Linked DNA regions of Sus scrofa: region 1 is linked to region 2. A link is a contact called in public Hi-C data. All regions are on one chromosome and are shown on one strand. The core of a region is the stretch at or near the end of the contact, and the rest is flanking DNA. Distances in the headings are between cores, read along the strand shown. Region 1 holds the start of PAX6 (paired box 6). Region 2 holds the start of WT1 (Wilms tumor 1).

Region 1 (3,619 bases), core at 382-2,881, 560 kb after region 2:
CCCAGATTAGAGTGGCCGGTGGGGAGGATGGATGCCCCTTGCCCCTGACACGGGAAGACCAGGGGATTGGGATAAAGAGGGTGTAGAGAATGTTTGTAAATAAAAAAACCACCACGCTTAAGACCTCTACCAACAGGCTTCCATTCTCATCTCTACCCTACCCTCGACGAGGTGAACCAAAAAAGAGAAATCAAGTCCCACAGGGTGCTGGCCTGACTCAGAGGACGCGGCAGGCAGGCTGCCTGGAGCCGCCTCCCGGCTGGTTGCGAAGTCACCTATCCAGGTGTGCCGGGGGCGGCAGCGGGAACCGCTCGGCCCCCGGGCGCCTGGGCGCCATCTGTGCTCCACTCTCCCTTCGCCGCCCCCACCCAAGTGGTGTGCGCAGGAACTGGCCCTGGGGCCCTTCTCCGGCCTAGGCGTGCCCCTCCTAGCCTCAGCACACACGCGCGCGCACGCACACACACACAGACACACACACACACAAACACGGGATCTACCAGAGCTAGGCCCCCCACGAGTTGCGGAAAGGAGAGATTCCACGCCCCACCGCTTCCCCTGCTGCCACTTTGTAAGGCGCCCCCTGCCCCTGAGGGCCGGACCTCTGTCACTTCCAAGTTCGAGACCCAGAGGGAGGCAGAAAAGCAAGGGGTTGGACACAGAGAAGCCCCCTCCCCTGTTTGGAGGGAGGGAGGGAGACAGGAGAATGACAACGTGGGTCTAAGTCCCCGTCACAAGATAGCCAGGTCCAGCTCCACTAAGCAGTCTCCTTGTCCACAGGGGTGAGGGGAAAAGAAGCACAGACCACCAGGTCAGTATCCTACCAACCCTGCCCCAATTTCTGTTGCTTCCTCAGCGCAAGGGGAATCTTGACTTCAGAATCTGGGACTTTCCTATTTTCCCTCTCTAGACCACAAAGACAACAGATAATTCCCAAGTCAAAGATTAATAAAATCATCTACATTTTCTTTGTGACTAGAGCTTTTAGCCGTAGGGGCGGAGGGAAGCCTGGGCGGGCGCCGTTTGGGGAATCCAGCGGGCCTGGCCAGGACTTTGGCTTAGCCTGCGGGAAGAGATAGCCCGTCCTCTCCCCAGCCCCCATCTATGTCCACCTGTGACTTATAGGCACGATGGCCAGGTTGGGGTACCATCGTTTCCTCCACCTCCTCCTGAAAACGACTCCTGCCAAAAATTCCTCTTAACCCAGTGCCGCCTCCGGTCCCTCTGATGAAGTGATTTCCTCGGAGGATCTGAGGAGGGGATCTGGTGGGCACCCGGAAAGACAGCTGGTCAGCCTAGGGGCAGGGTCTCGCGTGCCAGGAGAGGAGGAAGAGCGTACTCAAGAGGACTAGTTTCCTTGGGGTTGACATTACAGCCTAAAGGAGGGCGGGGCAGCCCAAGATGGATTGGGCGTGGGCAACCAAGGGCCTGGCCCAGGACCGCGTTGGCAGTACGGGGAGCGGGCCGGACTCGGGATGGGGAGGGGAGGCTCCCGCCGCGCACGAGCGCTAGACTGCGCGGAGCGGAACCCAACTCTGGCCGCCATGACGTCACGCGAGTCGGGCAACCAATGAGGACCGCGCTGGCATGGATATTAAGGAAAGTTAGCGCCTGCCTGAGCACCCTCTTTTCTTATCATTGACATTTAAACTCTGGGGCAGGTCCTCGCGTAGAACGCGGCTGTCAGATCTGCCACTTCCCCTGCCGAGCGGCGGTGAGAAGTGTGGGAACCGGCGCCGCCAGGCTCACCTGCCTACCCGCCCTCCGCTCCCAGGTAACCGCCCGGGCTCTGCCCCGGGCCCGGCTCGGGACCCACGCTCCCTCTCCGCTCCCCGCGACGGGAGTCCCCAAACCAAGCCCGCCCCAAGTAGCCCAGGGGCTTGATTTTTCTTTGAAAAGGAGGCAAAGATGGAGGGGAGTTACCGAGGGCGGGATAAGATCGAGGAGGGGATGTCTTGTCTTTGCTGAGCGTGTTTGTCTGCAAAAGTGGCAAAATATTCCAGTCTTCTGAATGGACTTCCAGTTGAGTGCTGAGGTGGGAGGAGAGGGGGGTAGAGAGAGAGACACAGGGATCTGCTGCTACAGTCTCAAAAGCCTCTGGCGACCATGAGAAGTGCAGGGGCTGGGGGTGGGATGCAGTTTGCACCCGGAACTCCCCCAATAGCAGTTCAGGACATTCTCGCGTGCAGAAGTCCCCACCTGCGCCTGGAGCGCGTGGAAACCCCGCGGGTCGGGGGAAGTGCAGCAAAAGTTTGCGGCGGTTGCAAACCATAGATGGTTGGACCGAAACAAAGTCTAAGAGATGGGAGTTCGTTTCTCATAAAGGAGAGGAGGACGAAAGAATGCAGCCCGCAGAGCTGGGCAGCGCGTAAAGCCCCCAGCGTGTGATTTGAGCTTCACTTGGGAAGACCTAATAATTAGCGATTCTCACTGAGCTAGAACGCGGGCTCGGGTTACCGCGGGCGCTGGGTTCGCTGCCTCGGTGGGAAGCTTGTGGGCGCCAGAGGAGCCGGGCCTCTGCGTGCAGGGGAAAGCAGCGCCCAGCCACTCTCCTGCCCCCGGACGACCCAGGCCGGGAGCCAGAACTTTCTTCAAAATGGGTCAGGGAAGAAACGACCCCAAACAGACTAACTTGTGGTTCCGCGGGGCAGTTAAGTTTTGGGAGTCCAGCTCCAGGCAGCCGGCGACACCAGTATGGGCTTAGGCAGGGCATGGAAGCACCCGCCTGAGAGGTTAGGGAGGCCTCTAGGTCAGGCCTGGCTTGCCCCAGACTCCCACTCGTGCTCCTGGCGCCCCGTCTTTAGACCTCTTGAGGGCTCCTTCAAGGGACATTTATATCTAAGGCATCTGTGACAGGTGCTGGGACCACCGCCCAACTCCGAGAGGTGGTCGCCACCTGCCCACCTCCTCCGGAAAGCAGGGAAACAAGAGAAGTGACCACCGGGCCGCGCGCCTTACCTGGGCCTGGGTCCTCTCCTCCGCGGATTCCTTTCTCCGGGTCTGGGCGGTGAGCAGGTTGCCCGCTTCTCAGTGGGAAGTGGACCTTCTCCTCCAGTCATAAATCAAACCCAGCCATCCTCGGGCCTCCTCCCTCATTAGAGATGTTTATTGGAGATTGTGTTTATTCGGCTGTCACAGCGAGAAAACGCAGTGACATAATTACCTCTGACCAGAGTCCTCGCCGTGTGCCCAGGGCGAGCCGGGGACCTCTTCTGTCGCCTTCTCACTCTCTTGCCCTACTTGATCGGAGGGCACATGCGGTTGGCTTGGGGTTTTCCCAAAACCTCTCATATAATTTCATTTATTGAATGAATTACTATTCCAATTTCCCCAGGGCCTGGGCATGTATTATTTTTTTATTTTAGAATTTGAAAGGAAAACCCGAGGGGACTCTAACGCCCCTCCGGGGCAGAAGGGGGCAGCGCGGGAGAGACACGGAAGGAGAGTCCCTCTCGCTGCGCAAACTTTCCGGCCCGCCCCGCTGCCGAGCGCGGGGCCAAACGCCACCCTGCGCCGGAGCCTGGCCAGAGCAGTGGGGAGTTGGCCGGAGGGATGCATATCGATATTTGTGGTGATATTTATTGTTTTATTCATCATTCCCTTTCCTCTTGGGGGAATGAAT
Region 2 (3,492 bases), core at 983-3,482:
TTTCGAGCTTTTTCGTTTAGAAATGGAAATCCCTGGCTTTTCATAAAGGGCTCGCCTTCCACTTGTAGCGCTTGAATGAGTCATAGTTAAGAAAAACGACTTCGAGGTAGAAATAAAAGTGGACGGTGTGAGACAGGGGTCTGGGGCGTCCTAGTGGCAACTTGGCTTGAGAAGTTTTATCTCGCGGGCCCTTTCCCCATCAAAAAGCCAAAGCGCACGTGCCCTCCGCCCGGCCCCAGCAGGTTTAGAGTCGCAGCGTGCAAGAGAGGAGAGGGCGGCCCACTGGGAGTGTATGGGGAGCAGGAGCTGGCCTGGAAAGCCTTTTCATTTCTTTAGGGGAAAAAAAAAAAGAAAAAGAAAGAAAGAAAAAGTTTCAGAGTGTTGACAAAGCTAAGTCAGGCACCAAAGTAGCACAGAGGAGTGTCCATCACCGCGAAAGTGGTCTGGCGATGAAGCACGTGTTCCCAACCTTTGCCCTCAGTCTTCCGCGCCTCCAGGACGAGCGACCCCAAGAGGAGGGAATTGTGTTTATTTAGCGTTTAGTTCTGAGCCCGCACACGCTTCGGGTCCGCAGCCGGAACTCCTAGCTACCCTTTACTCAACGCAAATTAACGAAGACCAAAATGTAAGAAACGGAGAGTAAGTCAAGGCTTTTTAAAACGCGCGACTTCTTTATAACACTGCAACTACCTTGACTGTTGCTTAACGTCGGCTTGGCTGAAAAGCTTTGGACTCCATTCCCGGCCAGACTCGAGTAAGAGGCCCGTGGGCAACCCGCCCTTCCCGCCCCATGCTCCTGTCAGTCCCAGGCTGAGCCGTCGCCGCCTCCTTCTGGGGTTTTCAGGGAGACGCCCCTGAAACGCACTCCAATCCAGGTTCCCAGAGCTTCTCCTTACCTCGGGTCTGTTCCCCCATAGAAGCCGACTATTTTGGAAGAACCAAATAAAGAAAACAAAACCCCAAATACCTGCTCTGGGGCTCAGGACTCCCAAAGAATTGTCTAGGTGGAGAGAGGAATCCGATTTGGTAGTGCCAGGCACGGGGAGCTTCCAACGGTGTGAACTCTGCTTTGGACCGGGGCTGCTGTAGGCTCTCCTTGTCGGCCCCCTAACCTGGCTTGTGCATCCTAGTCATCCAGAGTGGCACTCCCGACTGCAGTAAGCGGAGGCAGAGTTCAGCGGGAGTGGCTCTGGGAACCAACTAGTCCTTCGGGCTTTGTATCTAAACCTTCCTCATTCTCTACCCTCCAGACTCGGCGTCAGGAATCTGAGCGTTTCCTTAGGGTTTTCCTTCCTTGCAAACTAACCGCTGTTTTCCTTGCTTCACTTAGAAAAATTAGTTACTTCTCGCTAGAAAAGGGAGATTAAGTGATGCGGCCACTGATTTTAGGTAAGTGGCAACCGCCTTTCTTTGGGCACAAACTTCACCATGTCACCAACTACCGGACGTTGGAAATACGCCCCGCCCTGTATATCACAACTGATGCAAGCTCCAGGTCACCCACGTTCGCCTTGCGTTTGGCCTCTGGAATCCACAAGGAGCCACCTTGCTCCCCAGTGACCCCGAGAGATTACGGCTACCACTCCAACCCGACGGCTCTAGGAGCAATAGTTGGATTCGCCGGCGCAAGGCAGGGGAATCCACCTCTTTGAAGTCACGGAAAGTTCTCTGCGTTTTCCTTAAGTTCCCGCCCTCGTGGAGCCCCCGGCTCCTCCCTCCAGCCTTCCCTCACTGATTAGCAACCCCATCCCCACCCCCGTCACACAGAGATGCAGAGGGGACATTCACTGCTCACCTGGAGGGTCTCGCCAGTGCCCCGAGGCACCCACACTCGCGAAGGCCGAGAAGGGGAGGTGGAGGGAGGACCGTATCTCACAGGCCAGCGGAGAACGCTTGGCGGGTAGGAGAGGAGGGTGCCTCTGAGAGGGACCCTCCCTCGGGCCCGCCCCCCCCTCCCCACTACGAAGACGCCCCCAAGGAGTCGCGCGCCCAGCCTGGATCGGCTAGGGTAGCGGTGTGAATGGAGCGGCCGACACTCCTGACTCCTCCTCCTCCCCCGCTGCCGGCCCCTCTTATTTGAGCTTTGAGAAGCTGGGGGCAGCCAGGCAGCTGGGGTAGGGAGTTCAAGGCAGCGCCCACACCCAGGGGCTCTCGCAACTCGACCGCCTATCCGCTCCGCACTTCCCGCCCTCCCTCCCACTCATTCACCCACCCACCCAGAGCCGGGACGGCAGCCCAGGAGCCGGGCCCCGCCGCCTCCTCACCGCGATCCTGGACTTCCTCCTGCCACAAGAGCCGGCGTCCACGTGTGCCCCGGAGCCGGCGCCTTCGCACTCACTCCGCTCCGGGCCTGGGTGCCTTCAGCAGCCCGAGCAGCTGGGGATCCGGGGCCCGGGAAGCATCTGGGCCAAGTTAGGCGCGGCGGAGTCGAGCGCGGAGCGTCTGCAAAGCCGGAGGGGCCGCGCAGCGTCCGGTGCTGAGCCACAGCAAATGGGCTCCGACGTGCGGGACCTGAACGCGCTGCTGCCAGCGGTACCCTCGCTGGGTGGCGGCGGCGGTTGTGCCCTGCCGGTGAGCGGCGCTGCGCAGTGGGCGCCGGTGCTGGACTTTGCTCCCCCAGGCGCCTCGGCTTACGGTTCCTTGGGCGGTCCTGCGCCGCCGCCGGCTCCGCCGCCACCACCCCCGCCGCCGCCGCCCCACTCCTTCATCAAACAAGAGCCGAGCTGGGGCGGCGCGGAGCCGCACGAGGAGCAGTGCTTGAGCGCCTTCACTGTCCATTTCTCGGGCCAATTCACCGGCACAGCTGGAGCCTGTCGCTACGGACCCTTCGGTCCTCCTCCGCCCAGCCAGGCATCCTCTGGCCAGGCCAGGATGTTCCCCAACGCGCCCTACCTGCCCAGCTGCCTCGAGAGCCAGCCCGCTATTCGCAACCAGGGTAAGGAGGCTGGGGAGCGCCCCCTACACGCGGGGCGGTAGCGACTGGGTTGCGACCGCGCTCCGGCACTCCCCTGTGCTGCTCCTTCCGTGACCCCAATTCTTATCCAGCTGCCTATCCTAGGGCAGTGAGGGTAGAGGAAGCAGCAGCTGGGGGAGAGGAGGCCCAGGAGAGGGAGTCCTTGGCATGGGCCCTTGACATCTTTCAGAGTGGGGAACCGAACTCTTCGCATGAGGCGGGAGGTTATCTGGGACCCCGCAGACCCGGGGAGATTCTAAGACTCTTCGTCGTGGTAATGGGAAGCGGGAACCAGTGCAATATGTGGCTCTGCCTCGGGGGAGGATGTTTTGTTGCTCAAAACACCATCAAACTTGCCAGTCACTGGACTTTTTAGATATTTAGACTCTGAATTTGGAGTGGGACCAGCTCAGGGTGAACAATCTATCCAGGGGCCACACTAGCCCTTAAGACGATGTTGGTGCACATTAGAAACACAAGTACCTTGGAGCACTAGAATGAGCAAATGAATGAACTAGCGACTGAATAGAGGCTTTTCT

What was found. Hi-C and Micro-C count contacts between places; a contact is called where the count stands out from the background.
Region 1: a Hi-C map of epiblast stem cells shows a contact between it and region 2, with 6 times the contacts expected there. The contact joins the promoter of PAX6 here to the promoter of WT1 in region 2. A contact is called at or near these places in 3 of 47 Hi-C or Micro-C datasets (embryonic fibroblasts, epiblast stem cells and fetal skeletal muscle).

The regions. Positions count from the first base shown.
Region 1 is chr2:28,969,949-28,973,567 of Sscrofa11.1, forward strand. It overlaps PAX6 (paired box 6), which reads left to right and starts at 1,632. Exons shown (of 13, transcript NM_001244172.1): 1 at 1,632-1,771.
Region 2 is chr2:28,409,689-28,413,180 of Sscrofa11.1, forward strand. WT1 (Wilms tumor 1) reads left to right here and starts at 2,233. Exons shown (of 10, transcript NM_001001264.1): 1 at 2,233-2,935. The coding sequence starts at 2,491. LOC102161978 (a long non-coding RNA gene) reads right to left here and starts at 1,924. Exons shown (of 4, transcript XR_002341531.1): 1 at 1,796-1,924.